2 separate regions of the Canis lupus genome follow, and region 1 is linked to region 2. The links are chromatin contacts, called in public Hi-C maps. All regions are on one chromosome and are shown on one strand. The core of a region is the stretch at or near the end of the contact, and the rest is flanking DNA. Distances in the headings are between cores, read along the strand shown. Region 1 holds the start of RER1 (protein RER1). Region 2 has its middle 10 kb from the start of SKI.

Region 1 (3,120 bases), core at 106-2,605, 140 kb after region 2:
GGTGCCACAGGTGACCTGGCTGACGACTGGGCACCGAGTGGGGGTTACAGGATGCGTGAGCCCAGACACTGGGAGGGGGTGCAGGATGCAAGAGACCGGGCACTGAGGGGGGAGGATGCAAGATACAGGAGCCTGGGTACTGGAAGGGGGTGTGAGATGCAGGAGCCCGGGAACTGAGGAGGAGCACTGGGGAATGTGAGATGCGGGAACCGGGCACTGAGTGGGGGGTAGTACAAGATGCAGGACCCCAGGCACTGGTGGGGGGTGCAAGATGCAGGAGCCCAGACACTAAGTGGGGGCACGGGTGTGTGTGCGTGTGCAGGATGCTTGAGCTCGGGCACTGGGAGGGGGCGCTAGATACGGGAGCCCAGGCACTGCAGGGTGGTGAGGGATGCAGGAGCCTGGGCACTGAGTGGGGTGTGCAAGATGCGGGAGCCCGGGCATTGAGGGGGGTGCAGGATGCTTGAGCTGGGGTACTGGGAGGGGATGCGGGATGTGGGAGCCCGGGGAACTGAGAGGGGTACGGGATGCGTGAGCCCGGGCACTGGGGAGGGGTACTGGGGGCTGCAGGATGCGAGACCCCGGACACTGGGGCGCGGGGGGGGGGGTGCGGGATGCGGGAGCCCGGGGCCCCGAGAGGCCGCGGCGTGTAGAGGGGCGGCATTTGCGGAGTGCAGGCGAGGGGAAGGAGTCAGCCCTGGGGTCCCTCCGCAGGCATTGAGCTGCGGCGTCGGGTCCCCTCCGCACAAAGTCCACGCCTGCAACAGCCAGCCCGGCGGTTCCCGGGAAGGCGGGCCCCCTCCCCACCAGCCCGTGTCCACGGCGGGACGTGGACAGCGTGGTCGCCAGACTCCCGTATCGTCCACGGAGAGGCTGGGGCTCCCCGGGGCTCCCCCCGCCCCGGACACGATCGTGTGGATCTACGAGCAGCGCCCGCCGCTCCTCCCAGAGCCCTCGGGGACTGCCGGGGTGCTCGAGGCCCGTCTCCCCCCGCCCCCATCGCGGACGGAGACCCGGCCCCCGCCTGCAGCCATTACCGTCCCGCGGCGGCCTCCTCCGCGGGTCCCGGGACGACCGACTGGAGCTCGGGTTCCCTCCGCCCGCGGCTGCCATCTTGCCGCTTCACGTTTCCTTAGCAACCAGCAAAGCTCTCCTCCATTGGCTGGTGGGTCAGTCCCCGGGCGGTAGCAATCTCTGGACTGGAGTTCTGCCGGCCCGGAGCCCGAAGACACAAGGACGCATGCGCAGCACGGCGCGTTTCCGCCGCTGACGTCCCTTCCGTCGAGGGGACCGCCCCGCCAACGGCCCGGGCACCTGCACCGGAAGCGGAAATGGTTGGAGGCTCCTAGCTCCGCCCCGACGGCCATCTTGGAGGCTCCGGAGGCGGTGCCGCACGGGACAGAGCGGAAGTATTCGGCTGGCCCTTCCCGGACCGTGCGAAGCGCCGGCGCGGCCGCCTGCCCGCGTCCTCCTTCCCGCGGCCCTCGGAGACCGCGCTCGGCCGCAGGGAGCGGCGAGGTGCCGGCGGCGTCAGGGGTCCGGGCGGGCGGGGCTGGGAGCGGGGCGCGGGGCGCGGGGCGGGCGCGGGGCTGGGGTCGCGGGGTCTCGGGGCCCCCGGGGGCGCGCAGGGACCGCCCTCCGCCCCCGCCCGCGGGCGCGGCCCGGGAGGGGTCGGCTGCCACCCTCCGGCTCGCGGGCGGACGTCCGCCCTTCCCCGTCGGGTCCCTGCTCGGTCCCGGGGCTGGTCTGCGGGGTCTGGGTGGGAGTGCGGCCGCTCAAGGTGATCTCAGGAACGCCGCAGGTTGCGGCCGCAGCAGCCCAGGCTCTCGGGCCCCCGCAGCCGCCCTCGTCCGGGGGCCGCCGTCGGCTCCGCTCCCTCGTGTCCTCCGAGTCCGGGCGGCCGGGAGCCCGAAGTTTTCCCGTGGACTTGGTCTTGCCCTCGGCGGGGAAAGAGCCTGAGCCAGCAGGTCCCGGAGGGCGGGGAGGTCAGGGCCGGGGAGACCTCAGGGCGGCCGTGTCCGCAGGCGGGAGTCGCCGAGAGCCAGTGAGTGACGTGCGGAAGGGCATTTGAGCGGAGGGAGCGGCGCCGAGGTTGCAGGTGGGCCTGGGAGGAGGAGCGAGTGGATGACCCGGATGCCCAGCCGGGCTCTGGAAATGCCGCGGTTGCTGTGTGCTGGGGCCGGGGGCCCGGACGGGGCCCACAGAGATTCGTGCGCGGCTTCAGGCGTGACGCTCGCGGACTTTCCTTGGGACGCCTGTGTTTTGTTTTTGACTGTTTTGTTTGTGATTGAGCATAAAGCACTTATATCCAACAGGTAGTTGACTGGTACCTTCTGTGTAGCAGGCCTTTTTAGGGGGCAGGACGCAACCGTGGCCCAGACAAGGTTCCCCCCCGCTCTAATAGGAAATAAAGAAACACTAGGAAGGTCGGAAAAGGTTGGTTACATAAAGTAAAGACAAGGTGATGTGACCTGGGGATGGATGACAGGGCGGCCTTTCCGAAAAGGTGATCCTCAGACGGAGCAGAGGGAAGGGGATCGCAGTGGGAGGAGCTGGGGGGAGCCTGGCCCCAACCCACAGGCATGGCCGCGCTTCGGAGGAGGCCTCTCAGTCCCGGGGTGCCAGGTTCTCGGGGCTCACAGCCGGGTCCCTGCAAGGACCCTTTGAGGATGGTGCCCAGATGCTGTCGCCCCATGTCGCAGCTTGGAATGAAGGGTCGCTTGTGCCACACCGCTATAGGAAGCGATGGAACCGGACTCCAGAAGGGGACAGCTTGACTCCGGAGTTGGTGTTGGCGTGCTTCAAGTCTCTGTGACAGCGGAGGCCATGCAACGATGTATGTGTTGCTTGTCAATCAGCAGCTGGCAGGACGTTCATCTAAAAGCCACGGACGTCTCCAGCTAGAGTGCATGGGTCCAGGGCTCACCAGGCGTGTCCTCTGTGACAGTTTTTCCTGTTTCTGTTCAAGTAAAAGCATTTTCATGGTGAACGCTTGGTCCTAAATAAAAGAAGAAAATTGTGAAGATCCCCAGGACAAGGAGTATCACTGATGTAGCTTTCTGCTGGCCTGTCTCTGGCCCAGACAGGGAGGCTGTGGCCATCCCAGGGAATCTCATACAA
Region 2 (3,083 bases), core at 482-2,981:
GCCCCGGACACCACCCGGGGCCAGCAGGGCTCCTGAGGGTGGGGCTGCTCCAAAGGCTTGCCCGGGGCTGCAGCTTCTCTGCACACCTCCCATGAATGCGTCTGTGCGGGGCTCCGGAGACAGGGCCGCCCACCTGCCTGCCTCGTGCCCAGGCCTGCGAGTGTGCCTGCCCACGTCAGACAGAGGCGAGTTGGGGCTTCGTACCTCAAATGGAGCAGGAGGACAGGAATGTGAGCCTCGAAACCACCTTCTTTCAAGGCCGTTTCTGGGAGCAGAGACGGCAGCTAACAACATAGCGTCTAAGCATCTTCTTTGTCCTATTGGATACTGCAGGATGGAGTGTGGCCCTGATTCCCCGGCTGGCCTGGGCCAGGGCCTATGCCCCCCCATGTCCCCTCTGGCTTGCCTGCTCCACACCCTCCTTGAATGCCGAGTTCAGTGTCTGCTCTCAGAGAAGGGGGGGCTGCGGGGGGTAGGGCCTGGGTTTATTTCATTGTCGCTCCTTGGGGTGATGGGGAGGAGCAAACTCCACTTGCTCCCAGGAGGCACCGCAGTGGGCCTGAGCAAGCCCATGGCCTGCTGGCCCCCATCGGAGTGCGACGCTCCCCCCAGCTGCATTTCCTACCCTGCAAGCCACCAAGGATACTTCTCAGCCACTTTGGGGAAAGTGAGTCCACAGCACAAAGGGAGCAAGCCCCCAGGGTGAGGTGTTCCTCCGGGGTGGGGGAGTAGGTCAGGTCACTGGTAGCCCACACTCCCACCCCATCCCCATCAAACGCGGATGGCCGCCCAGCCCCAGGTGTCCTCGTACTTGGTCGGGACTGAGTTCAGACCTCAGGCTGGGTAGAGAGTGGTCCAGACAGCTCCAGCCTGTGGACTGACCATAGGGGACCTGGGCCCCGCACCAGGCCACTGCCATGCAGTTCAGCTGTCTGCTCAGGACCAAGGTGCTGAGCTTGTGGCCCAGGACAGGCCTGGACAGGGCCACCACTGAGCAGGAGGGGGCCAGATGCCCATGGGCACAGCAGCAGGGGCTCGGCAGCCCCTCCAGGCCCTCCAGCCACCTCCGAGGCCCTCTGCCATGGTCACCGGTTTCTGATGAGGAAGCCACAGGGGCTTCCCAGGCCAGACAGGCGGCTGCCCCGGCAGCCAGCAAGGCCTGGCGCCGGCCTGCCCCTGCCTCCCCAGCCGCTAGGCCTGCGGCAGCTCCCACAGGGCAGCCAGCATGGCAGGGATCCCGGAGCTGGAGGGAGGGCCGCCCCTGGGCCTGTGCCCTCTGCCACGGGGCTCCAGCACAGCCGCTCTGAGGGGAGGGAGAGGGCCTCGGCCGCTGCAGGCACAGCTGCCTGGGCCAGCAGGGGACACGAGCAGCCCCAGCACGCCTGCGGCCCCTAGATGGGGGGAACAGGGGACAAGAGCAGCCAGCCCCTGGGTGAGGGGGTGGAGGACAGGAGTGGCCCCTGGGTGGGGAGGGACTGGAGCAGTCCCTGGGTTGAGGGGGAGACAGGAGCGGCCCCTGGTGGGGGGCGCTCAGCCTGGGACACCCGGGAGGCAGGAGGCGTGAAATGGGGTCCAGCGCGGCAGGGCCTGGGGGCCTGGGCGGCAGGAAGGGGAAAGGTGACGTCATTGCCGCCTGGAATCTGCTGTTTGGAGGCGTCGCCATGGAGACCGGAAGGCTGGGGCGGGTAAAAATAGCAAACCCAAGAGGGTGTGCGTTCCAAGAACTCGAGTCTCTGAAAAGAAAGAAGCCGTGGTCTTGTTTCTCGCGGGGACAGAGGCCCCCGGGCGGGGGCCGGGGAGGGGCCGCGGCGTTTCCGGCTCCCGGTGTCCCCGCAGCCCCGGGAGCTTTGTCCCCAAGCAGGGCGCGGTGAGCCCTGGCCTGGCAGAGCCGTCTGGAAGTCCCAAGCACGGGCACCTTGGGCGGGGGCAGGGGACCATTAGCTTGGGACTCGCTCGGCTGGGTTTCCTCCCGCCTTTGCCTTCAAGGCAAGAGGAAACTGAGGGCCTCCCACCCCGTCCAGGCCCACGGCCGCCCCCACCCAGGGGCAGGGAGGCCCCCAGCCCCTAGCCACCAGTTCTCCTCCCAAGCGGGGCAGTGCCCTGCCCTGCCCCTCACCGCCCCGCTATGCCCCGCACCCCCTGCCTGGGTGTCCCTTCAGCCGTGTCCTCTGCGGGTCACCCTCAGTCCCCTTCCCAGAAATGAGGTAGGGGGTCCAAGGTCCCTGGGCCCCTGTCCTCCAACGGTGGAAGACAGAGAGTCGGGAGGAGCCCCTGCAGCCGTGATGGGCTCCCCAGGCTGGTGCCCACGTCCAGGAAACCTGACTGTACCCATGGGGGCTCCTGTCCTCCAGGTGGCCCTCACTGGGGGCAGAGGCTGGGCACTCTGTTCTGACCAAAGTGAAATGTAGCTACTGTTCCTCCCAAGAGCACAAGTCCTGGTTGAACTGTCTTTGGGCTTGGGGCCCATGGATGACCCAGGTGTCCTTAAGGGAGCCAAGAGCACAGAGTGATGGGTACCTGTGGGGGTGACTCCCAATCCCGGGAGAGAGGAGAGAGAGCCTGTGCTCTACCTGGGGTGATGACCTTAGGGGCAGCAAGCACTCTTGCCCTGGGGAAATCCCTTCCTTTATTCCTGCGGCGGGGGTGGGGCTGAGTGAGGATGCCCTGCAGGATGCTTCTCCTACTGCCCAAGGACCCACAGTCCCTGGTCTTCGGAAGATGTCTGGTTCTTAGAGGGGTAGGGGCTGGGGCCTGGGCTGAGCAGCTCCTCTCCCTGCATCAGGCGAGAAGGCCCTGGGAACATGAGGGTCTCGCCTCTTAGGCCCAGATCCCCTTGGCTGCTGGTGGCTGGTGGTTGGAGCAGGAGGGGGAAATAAGCCCCGTGCAGGGGGAGCTCATTCCCCCAAGAAATAGCTCACATGCCTTATGTAATGAGTGAGCTCACTCACAGGCCTGCCAGGAATGACGGCAGGAGGCAGGAGGGCGGGAGGGGGCCTGCTCGGGGAACCAAGTGTGTCTCTGATTTACAATTTACAATTTTCAGGGAGAGGAGCCTGCGGCCTTGCCTCCTGGAGAGAGGGGCC

What was found. Hi-C and Micro-C count contacts between places; a contact is called where the count stands out from the background.
Region 1: a Hi-C map of blood shows a contact between it and region 2, with 4 times the contacts expected there. The contact joins the promoter of RER1 here to the enhancer-like site in region 2. A contact is called at or near these places in 2 of 9 Hi-C or Micro-C datasets (amygdala and blood).

What each region holds. Positions count from the first base shown.
Region 1 is chr5:57,752,465-57,755,584 of UU_Cfam_GSD_1.0, forward strand. RER1 (protein RER1) reads left to right here and starts at 1,356. Exons shown (of 7, transcript XM_038537697.1): 1 at 1,356-1,536. MORN1 (MORN repeat-containing protein 1) reads right to left here and starts at 1,412. Exons shown (of 15, transcript XM_038537691.1): 1 at 1,038-1,412. The coding sequence starts at 1,113.
Region 2 is chr5:57,609,105-57,612,187 of UU_Cfam_GSD_1.0, forward strand. No RefSeq gene overlaps it. Among named protein-coding and RNA genes, the nearest start is that of SKI, 10 kb to the right of the region's middle. Within about 2 kb of position 1,732, at least 13 of the 20 cell types and tissues checked have an H3K27ac peak or open chromatin away from gene starts, as enhancers often do. A contact at or near this core is called in blood, where this site is marked.